3 separate regions of the Mus musculus genome follow, and all the other regions are linked to region 2. Evidence: chromatin contacts called from public HiChIP or PLAC-seq and promoter capture Hi-C data. All regions are on one chromosome and are shown on one strand. Each heading gives the region's core, a stretch centred on a gene start, on an enhancer-like site or on the middle of the called end of the contact. The rest is flanking DNA. Distances are from core to core; before and after follow the strand shown. Region 1 overlaps Cp (ceruloplasmin). Region 2 holds the start of Dnajc5b (DnaJ heat shock protein family (Hsp40) member C5 beta). Region 3 has its middle 49 kb from the start of Gm42190.

Evidence for each region. Promoter capture Hi-C pulls out the DNA fragments that hold promoters and counts their contacts. HiChIP or PLAC-seq counts read pairs in DNA pulled down with a chosen protein or histone mark.
Region 1: a promoter capture Hi-C map of liver shows a contact between it and region 2, with 3 times the contacts expected there. The contact joins the enhancer-like site here to the promoter of Dnajc5b in region 2. A contact is called at or near these places in 4 of 39 promoter capture datasets (cranial neural crest, embryonic stem cells, hippocampal neurons and 1 more) and 2 of 9 other capture datasets (adipose tissue and liver).
Region 3: a contact with region 2 is called in an HNF4G HiChIP or PLAC-seq map of pancreatic cancer cells. The contact joins the enhancer-like site here to the promoter of Dnajc5b in region 2. A contact is called at or near these places in 13 of 39 promoter capture datasets (the C10 cell line, the HPC-7 cell line, cranial neural crest and 8 more), 3 of 484 Hi-C or Micro-C datasets (bone marrow-derived macrophages, forebrain and uterus), 11 of 115 datasets of contacts at active chromatin or transcription factors (CD8 T cells, bone marrow-derived macrophages, craniofacial prominence and 8 more) and 3 of 9 other capture datasets (adipose tissue, liver and macrophages).

Annotation. Positions count from the first base shown.
Region 1 is chr3:19,971,547-19,974,246 of GRCm38.p6, forward strand. It overlaps Cp (ceruloplasmin), which reads left to right. Exons shown (of 19, transcript NM_001374677.1): 7 at 1,069-1,208; 8 at 2,231-2,383. Among named protein-coding and RNA genes, the nearest start is that of Cp, 16 kb to the left of the region's middle. Within about 2 kb of position 1,380, at least 3 of the 459 cell types and tissues checked have an H3K27ac peak or open chromatin away from gene starts, as enhancers often do. A contact at or near this core is called in liver, where this site is marked.
Region 2 is chr3:19,507,328-19,510,027 of GRCm38.p6, forward strand. It overlaps Dnajc5b (DnaJ heat shock protein family (Hsp40) member C5 beta), which reads left to right and starts at 1,268. Exons shown (of 5, transcript NM_025489.3): 1 at 1,268-1,379.
Region 3 is chr3:19,903,523-19,906,222 of GRCm38.p6, forward strand. No RefSeq gene overlaps it. Among named protein-coding and RNA genes, the nearest start is that of Gm42190, 49 kb to the right of the region's middle. Within about 2 kb of position 1,374, at least 18 of the 459 cell types and tissues checked have an H3K27ac peak or open chromatin away from gene starts, as enhancers often do. A contact at or near this core is called in pancreatic cancer cells, where this site is marked.

The DNA.
Region 1 (2,700 bases), core at 130-2,629, 460 kb after region 2:
CACATGGTGGAAGGAGACAACTTAGTTTTGAAAGCTGTCCTCTGACCTTTACATATACACCATGGCATTTACTGGTACATATACACAAAACAAGTGTCAACAAGATTATACCATTAATCTATGTCTACTCACATCACACTACTGCTTCACAGAATACTTGCCTGTGATCCATCTTTAAAATTTCCTTTTTAAAAAGTTGTTTTTAGAAGTTTATTCTGTGTTACCCAATGTTGGAGTGTGGGGCCTGGCACAACACAGTCTAAAGCATAAACTTAAGTCGCAGGCTACACTGACAACCCCACATAACAACTCCCAAAGCTGTGTCTCCAACTTATAAGACTCTTACAAATTGCAGAGCTGTATTTCGATTTTTCTTAATGACATCTCTACTTGGTTGAGGCCTGTCCAACTCAGTGTGTCCAAACTGAATTCACTGTGTCCTATGCAAAGCAGTTTCCTCTGCACTCAGTGATCAGTATTATCAGACTCACCCATGTGCTGAGGTCCAGAACCTACACTGTTCTGACCCTGATTCCCTCACCAGTGCCGCCTTCACCCTCATGAGGTACTGAATCATCGGAGTCTACATTTCTCTGAAAGCTGTCTTCTTTCCTCCATCCTCTTTACCAATATGATCAAACTTCTGTCTTTCATGAAAATTGTAAAAACTGTCTTCTGATTGACCTTTCTCATATAGTATTTTATTTCTTAATGCTTTCTCTAAGCAGCTATTGGAGGGATTCCCCTAAAATATTCATACTGAAGCCTTCAATCCTTCATTATGGCCATGGAATGGAGTACCTAAACCTTAACCAGGGCCCCTTGCCCACCTCTATCTCTCCAAGCTTCATTCCTTGCTCCTCTGCTTCTGCTGTGGTTTCTGGGCCCATATGGGACTGAGCAAATGAACATGGGTATCACAAACATTTTGTCAACAGTAAAAGATTCTGAATGCCCAACAAGGAAAAAATTTAAAAATATAATATATCATGAATCCAAGGTGATTTTGACAGTGTACCTCTGTTCTAACTCCACACCAGAATCAACCCCCATTTTTCCTTTTGGCAGTGATTCAAGGGTATTTTTTGAGCAAGGTGCCACAAGAATTGGTGGCTCTTATAAAAAAATGGCATATCGTGAGTACACAGATGGTTCCTTCACAAACCGAAAACAAAGAGGCCCTGATGAGGAACATCTTGGAATCCTAGGTGAGTCTAAGCAGAACACACGTGACTAAAACACTTTCTTCTTGGCTATTGCAATTTCAGGAAGAACCAAAGTGTCAGGACCTGTAGCATGACTCCTAGATAGAAGCTAGGGAGATCGGTACCGCCCGACACAGCAGCTCAGCCCTACATAGCAGCCCACTCCTGTCCCAAAAATTACCAGTCACAAATTTTCACTTTCATTATATCTTGATGACTGCAAAGGGGTGCTTATCTCTTCAGAGAGATAAGGGAAATTGTTTGAGTTGGCTTAAATAACTGACTTAGCCAAAAGAACACTTTCTCAGAAACCAAATGTGGGCTTACTAATGACCCAGGCTGGATCTGTCCCAGAAACTGCTCCCAGCTCCAAGTTCTCTCACAACTGCTAAACACAGTCTTTCCCTTTATCTACTAGCTTGGTGACTTTTTGAATGTGACTTAATTTTCTTTGCCTGCTCTTTTCTATAAAATTGAAACAATGATGATTATTTTCTTATGAAGAAAGGGTTAGCTATTAGATATGAACACTCAGAAGAAAGGATAATAAGATGCCCTCAATAAATGCTTTTTGGATATTACATCAAGCATTTGTGTACTATATAGCTATATCTTTACTCTACAATTGGTAACATTCATTTTAGAGTTTTAAATTTTAAAATACTATTATCTGTCACACCCAACTTAAACTTACCATAACTGAGGTCAAAGGCCACACAGCCCAGATTGTTTGAAAAAACAGGTTGAAGAAAGTGTAGATACTCCAGATGTTTTTGTATGTGTGTAAATACTATAAATTAGTTTCCTGATGTGCAAGTTTTACTTACTTAAAGAAAGACAATAACCAAAGTAATTTCTCTCAAGTTGGATAAAAGAAAAAAAAATCCTTGCCTTTTTTCAAATTTCTTACATTGTAGCAATACTGGACTTTTAAAAACACCAAGCTTTCCAAGGTGCCACACACACAGCTACAATCTGTATGTCCCAGGACAAATGAAGACAACTAATGCTCGCTTTGTCCCTAGGTCCTGTCATTTGGGCAGAAGTAGGAGACACCATTAAAGTCACCTTTCATAACAAAGGACAGCATCCTCTCAGCATTCAGCCAATGGGAGTAAGTTTCACTGCAGAAAATGAGGGAACATACTATGGCCCACCAGGTCGCTCCTCACAGCAAGGTGAGTAGGGAATTCAGTCATGGGAAAGCTGAAGGCAGGATACCAACGACTGCCCATATTTCTTTTAGGAATAATATAAACAGAAAATAAAATTATTTTCTATACTTCCCAATCAGTTTACAGAATTTTGTTATGTCTTAATTGGAAAACTACTGACAATCCTAATAAAAACTTAGATAGGCTGTATCAATTATATATTTCTGAAATAGTGTTAGGTGAATGTTTTTAAGGTCCTGCAATGTTAAGATTAGAGGCTCATTTTAGAATATTTGAAAAATACAGAATGCTATAATGAAGCTATTAGTAATCCATAATTT
Region 2 (2,700 bases), core at 18-2,517:
AGTCCAATATTATCATGGCAGGAAGCATGGCAGTGTCCAGGCAGGCATGGTGCTGGAGGAGCTGAGAGTTCTACATCTTGTTCAGAAAGGTAAACAGACCCCTCAACAGAGGAATGGATACAAAAAATGTGGTACATTTACACAATGGAGTGCTACTCAGCTATTAAAAAGAATGAATTTGTGAAATTCCTAGGCAAATGGATGGACCTGGAGGGCATCATCCTGAGTGAGGTAACCCAATCACAAAAGAACTCAAATGATATGTACTCACTGATAAGTGGATATTAGCCCAGAAACTTAGAATACCCAAGATATAAGTTACAATTTCCAAAACACATGAAACTCAAGAAGAACAAAGACCAAAGTGTGGACACTTTGCCCCTTCTTAGAATTGGGAACAGAACACCCATGGAAGGAGTTACAGAGACAAAGTTTGGAGTTGAGACAAAAGGATGGACCATCTAGAGACTGCCATATCCAGGGATCCACCCCATAATCAGCCTCCAAATGCTGACACCATTGCATACACTAGCAAGATTTTGCTGAAAGGACCCTGATATAGCTCTCTTGTGAGACTATGCCGGGGCCTAGCAAACACAGAAGTGGATGCTCACAGTCAGCTATTGGATGGATCACAGAGCCCCCATGGAGGAGCTAGAGAAAGTACCCAAGGAGCTAAAGGGATCTGCAACCCTATAGGTGGAACAACATAATGAACTAACCAGTACCCCGGAGCTCTTGACTCTAGCTGCATATGTATCAAAAGATAGCCTAGTAGGCCAACATTGGAAAGAGAGGCCCATTGGACTTGCAAACTTTATATGCCCCAGTACAGGGGAATGCCAGGGCCAAAAAGTGGGTGTGGGTGGGTAGAGGAGTGGGGGGGGGAGGGTATGGGGGACTTTTGGGATAGCATTGGAAATGTAAATGAGGAAAATACCTAATAAAAATTTTTTTAAAAAAAGATAAACAGAATACTGGCATCCCCAGGCAACTAGTAGGAAGCTCTCTCAAAGCCTACCCCCATAGTGACACACTTTCTTCAACAAGTCCACACCTCCTAATGGTGCCACTCCCTGGTCCAAGCATATTCCAACCACCACAGTCTTCAATGTTTCTTTCCGGAGATTTCAAAAGGTCCTGAGTGCTAAAGTAAATGAAAATTGAGAGACTGTTAGTGATGTGGGTGGGAAGATCTCAGCTGGGTAGTGGGGGTAGGGAAAATTCTAGTCTATGACATCACAATACCCAGCATAGACTAGAGCTTAGCATCTGAGAAGGAAAAGCAACGGAGGCTCAGTTATTGACAGAGCAGGGGAAGAACACTCGTGGAAGGACCCAGAAGGATCAGCCAGCCATGCCTCCAGTTCAGGTACAAGGTACATGACTTTTGCTAAGCTAATCACAGGACTCAATAGTGTCTAAAGGAAAAGAAGACACTTACACGGGTACCTATTTTTTTTAAGGGATGGTAGGAATCCAGAGGGGCTTCCAGCAGAAGTAAAGCTGGTATATCCAGGAGGCTATGAAGCCACAAAACACAGGCATTTATAAAGTTCTCAGATAACCACTGGCCCCTCCTCAACTTCTGGGAAAGTGCAAAAAGCACTGGTGTCTCCAGTGGTCAGTTCGTGGTTATTTTCTAAAGGGACTCACTCATTCTATGATATTCTTCTACACAGGAGTTTTGGTTTTTAGTGACTTCTCCCAGGATGACAGAGAAGAGTGAATATTTTAAATATTTAAGTGAAAGAATAATTTTAATAGAGATGGTTTTAAAAATACAACAAAAATTAATATAAGGAGGAGAAAGGTGTATTATGGGTTAACAATAGAGATTAACTTCAAAGTCTAGTTTTGAAATTCCAAGACTTCAGAGGCAAAAGGCCACCCCTAGGGACAGTGGAAGAGAGAGAGGCCTTGTGGTTGAGAAGTCAAGTTGCACAGTTCATCTGCTTTTACCCCTACTCCACTCCTCCCATGTCTAGGGACTCAGCAGTGAATCGTTGCTGGACGTGTGAACAGTTCTGTTTTCTTTACTTTGCTTTGGGGTTTTGGCTTCTAAAGTATTTGTTTCTTCCTGGAGGCCTAGAAAGACTCCAAGTGACAGCAAATAGCCGTTCTGTTTAGCAGCAGGCGGAGCTTAGGATTGGTGCCAGGCCCTGACTCATCTCTGTTTGGACTCCCTTGGGTCTTAACACAGAGCAACTCCACAGTCAGAGGCTAGGACTACTCAAACAGGCTTTTCTGATCATGGTCTGCAAGAGCCGTGTTAGGACACTGTGGAAGGAGCAGCCTGGGGCTCTGATTCGGATCAGTAACCTACAGGACACACCAGGCACAGTAGACAAGAAAGGGGATCAAATCCACCTGGGATACAGTTTTCACTCAGCTTCCAACAATCATGCATGTGTATCACAGCAGTAAGACCAGGGCCCCGACACTCTACGAAAGCAGCAGTAACCCATAGCATGTGAGACATTTGTTTGTTTGTTTGTTTTGTTTTGTTTTTTCGAGACAGGGTTTCTCTGTGTAGCCCTGGCTGTCCTGGAACTCACTTTGTAGACCAGGCTGGCCTCGAACTCAGAAATCCGCCTGCCTCTGCTGAGGGACCCAGAGCAAAGCAGAAGTGCCTGCTCACTGTATAGCACACATTCAACTTTCATCTGGAAGGTTGCTATGATTTTTCACAATTGAGTT
Region 3 (2,700 bases), core at 124-2,623, 400 kb after region 2:
GCAGAGGGTTGTGAGCCTCCTTGTGGGTTCTGGGAATCAAAGCCAAGTTCTCTGGAATAAGAGCCATCTTAAGCACTGAGCCATCCCTCTAGCCCCTGGGAACAGTTTTAGTTAGGAAGTGCAGTGCATTGGGTCACAGAGAAAGTGTTCCTGGCTGGGGCCTCAGGAGAGTACTCCAGAAGAGGCAGGAGAGAACATATGTATTAAGAAGAGAGCGGAAGAGAAGGAAAGTGGATCCCAAGCAAGGAAATGTCTAGGGCAAAATTCACGGTGTGGAAGGGAGGAAGGTAGTGAAGAGAGGAGAAAAGAGACACTGTTAATTTTTTAGGAGCTAAACCCCAGAGATGAAGCAAGATAAGGAGCCAAGCAGGCAGGGCTGGGTCTGAAGTTTATTTGCCGTGGAAAGAAGCTTTAAAGAAGTGGGGTCATAGGGAAAATGCCCCTGACCACACTGGGGAAGAGAGCTAACAAGGATGCAGCTGAGAAACCAATTTGGTAACTAGTAAACATCTGGATGAGAAATGACAGTGAAAGCAGAATGGCAAAGACCGAGAGGTAAGTGGAGCGCTATCCGGGGTCTTAGTATGTGAGACCATAAAGGGTAAGGGAGAAGGAAGGGGGCCTGAAGGCAGCCCGGGAGCAAAGCCCCATGTGTAAGGCTTGGGCAGAGTGGGAAATGAGCAGGAGAAGGAAGAGACAATCCAGGTGAGCAGGGAGTATTGGAGCCCAAAGAAACATCCCCTGCCTACTGGAAGAGTAGCTCTTAACTGATGAGCCATCTCTCCATTCCCCCACTTAAACCTATGCCTTATGTCAGACCCCCTTCCTGGTGCAGCCACATTGAATAAATTTCTCTCTGCCTTTGCTTTTTTGGCCCCTTGACTGGCCTATTGAGGACAAGTGACTGAGCCTAATTATTAAAACTGCCAGAGCTCCAATACCAAAGTAAAATCCAGCCTGGAAGCTATGACTCGATTGCCAGGGCCAGAAGTGTACTAGAAACACACTTCTAGAAAAATTTGTGTGAAGGAAACAGTCCACAAATGTAGACCAGGGCTAGAACCAAAGGATGAGCAAGCCTGAGGGCTTCAGACATGAATCTCTTAATAGGATAGAGGATAGTGAGGAGGGAGCTGAGGAAATCAATCCAGGTGAACATTGCAGAACGCAAGAGAGGGCCAGGCAGAACCCTCAGATAAGAGGTAGAAGTGACTTAATTATCCTTAGAACTTAAAATAACATGAAAGGATGGGCAGAGGCAGGCATGTCGCCAGCACTGATTTCAGATATCTTTCTTCCTTTGTTTCTCAGTTGGTCCTTAGTTTAATGCAGGGTGGGCTCCTGTAGCAAGTAGGTAGCCACTAGGTGTCAGCCTTGCGTTATGTTTTGTCTTGACCTCAGGAAGACAGAGTAACTGAGGTACCGAGTTTTCCTCCCCTTACCTTTTCCCTCCCTGGATGTTTAAATTCCAGATTTGAATTTTGGAATGGTGGGGAGGAGGCTATGGAGTCAAGTATTTGCTGACTCACCACTAAGGCAAGACCCTCTCTACAGGCTGGTTCTGTGTCAATTGACACAGGCTGACTCACCACTAAGGCAAGACCCTCTCTACAGGCTGATTCTGTGTCAATTGACACAGGCTGGAGTTATCACAGAGAAAGGAGCTTCAGTTGGAGAAATGCCTCCATGAGATCCAGCTGTGGGGCATTTTCTCAATTAGTGATCAAGGGTGGGAGGGCCCATTGTGGGTGATGCCATCCCTGGGCTGGTAGTATCGGGTTCTGTAAGAGCAGGCTGAGCAAGCCAGAGGAAGCAAGCCAGTAAGAAACATCCTTCCATGGCCTCTGCATCAGCTCCTGCTTCTTGACCTGCTTGAGTTCCAGTCCTGACTTCCTTGGTGATGAACAGCAGTATGGAAGTGTAAGCTGAATAAACCCTTTCCTCCCCAACTTGCTTCTTGGTCATGATGTTTGTGCAGGAATAGAAACCCTGACTTAGCCGGGCAGTGGTGGCACATGCCTTTAATCCCAGCACTTGGGAGGCAGAGGCAGGTGGATTTCTGAGTTCGAGGCCAGCCTAGTCTACAAAGTGAGTTCCAGGACAGCCAGGGCTATACAGAGAAACCGTGTCTCCAGAGGGTGTGGGGGGGAGGAAGAAAGAAAGAAAGAAAGAAAGAAAGAAGGAAAGAAAGAAAGAAAGAAAGAAAGAAAGAAAGAAAGAAAGAAAGAAAGAAAGAAAGAAAGAAAGAAAGGAAACCCTGGCTAAGACAAGTTGGTACCAGGGACTGGGGTATTGCTGTGATAAGCCTAACCATGCTTTTATTTGAAAGAATGTGGATTTGGGGACTTTGGATTTGGAACTCAGTGGAATGCTTTAAATGAGGCTTAATGGGTCATCCTAGTAGGAATATGGAAGACTTTGTTGTTGGGAGTAATTTGAACTGTGTTGACCTGGCCCAAGAGATTTCAAAGGATAATAATTTCAGAATGTGGCATAAAGACTGTTTTTGTGGTGTTTTGGTGAAGAATGTGGCTACTTTTTTTACCTTGTCTGAAAAGTCTGCCCAAGGCTAAGGTGAAGAGACTCAGATTAATTGCATTGACAAAGGAAGTTTCAAAAAAAGCCCAGCAAAGACTTTGTTCTCTGGTTAAGTCTTATGAAGAGAAGTTTGAACAGCATAGCAAGCTTAGAAAGGAAAAA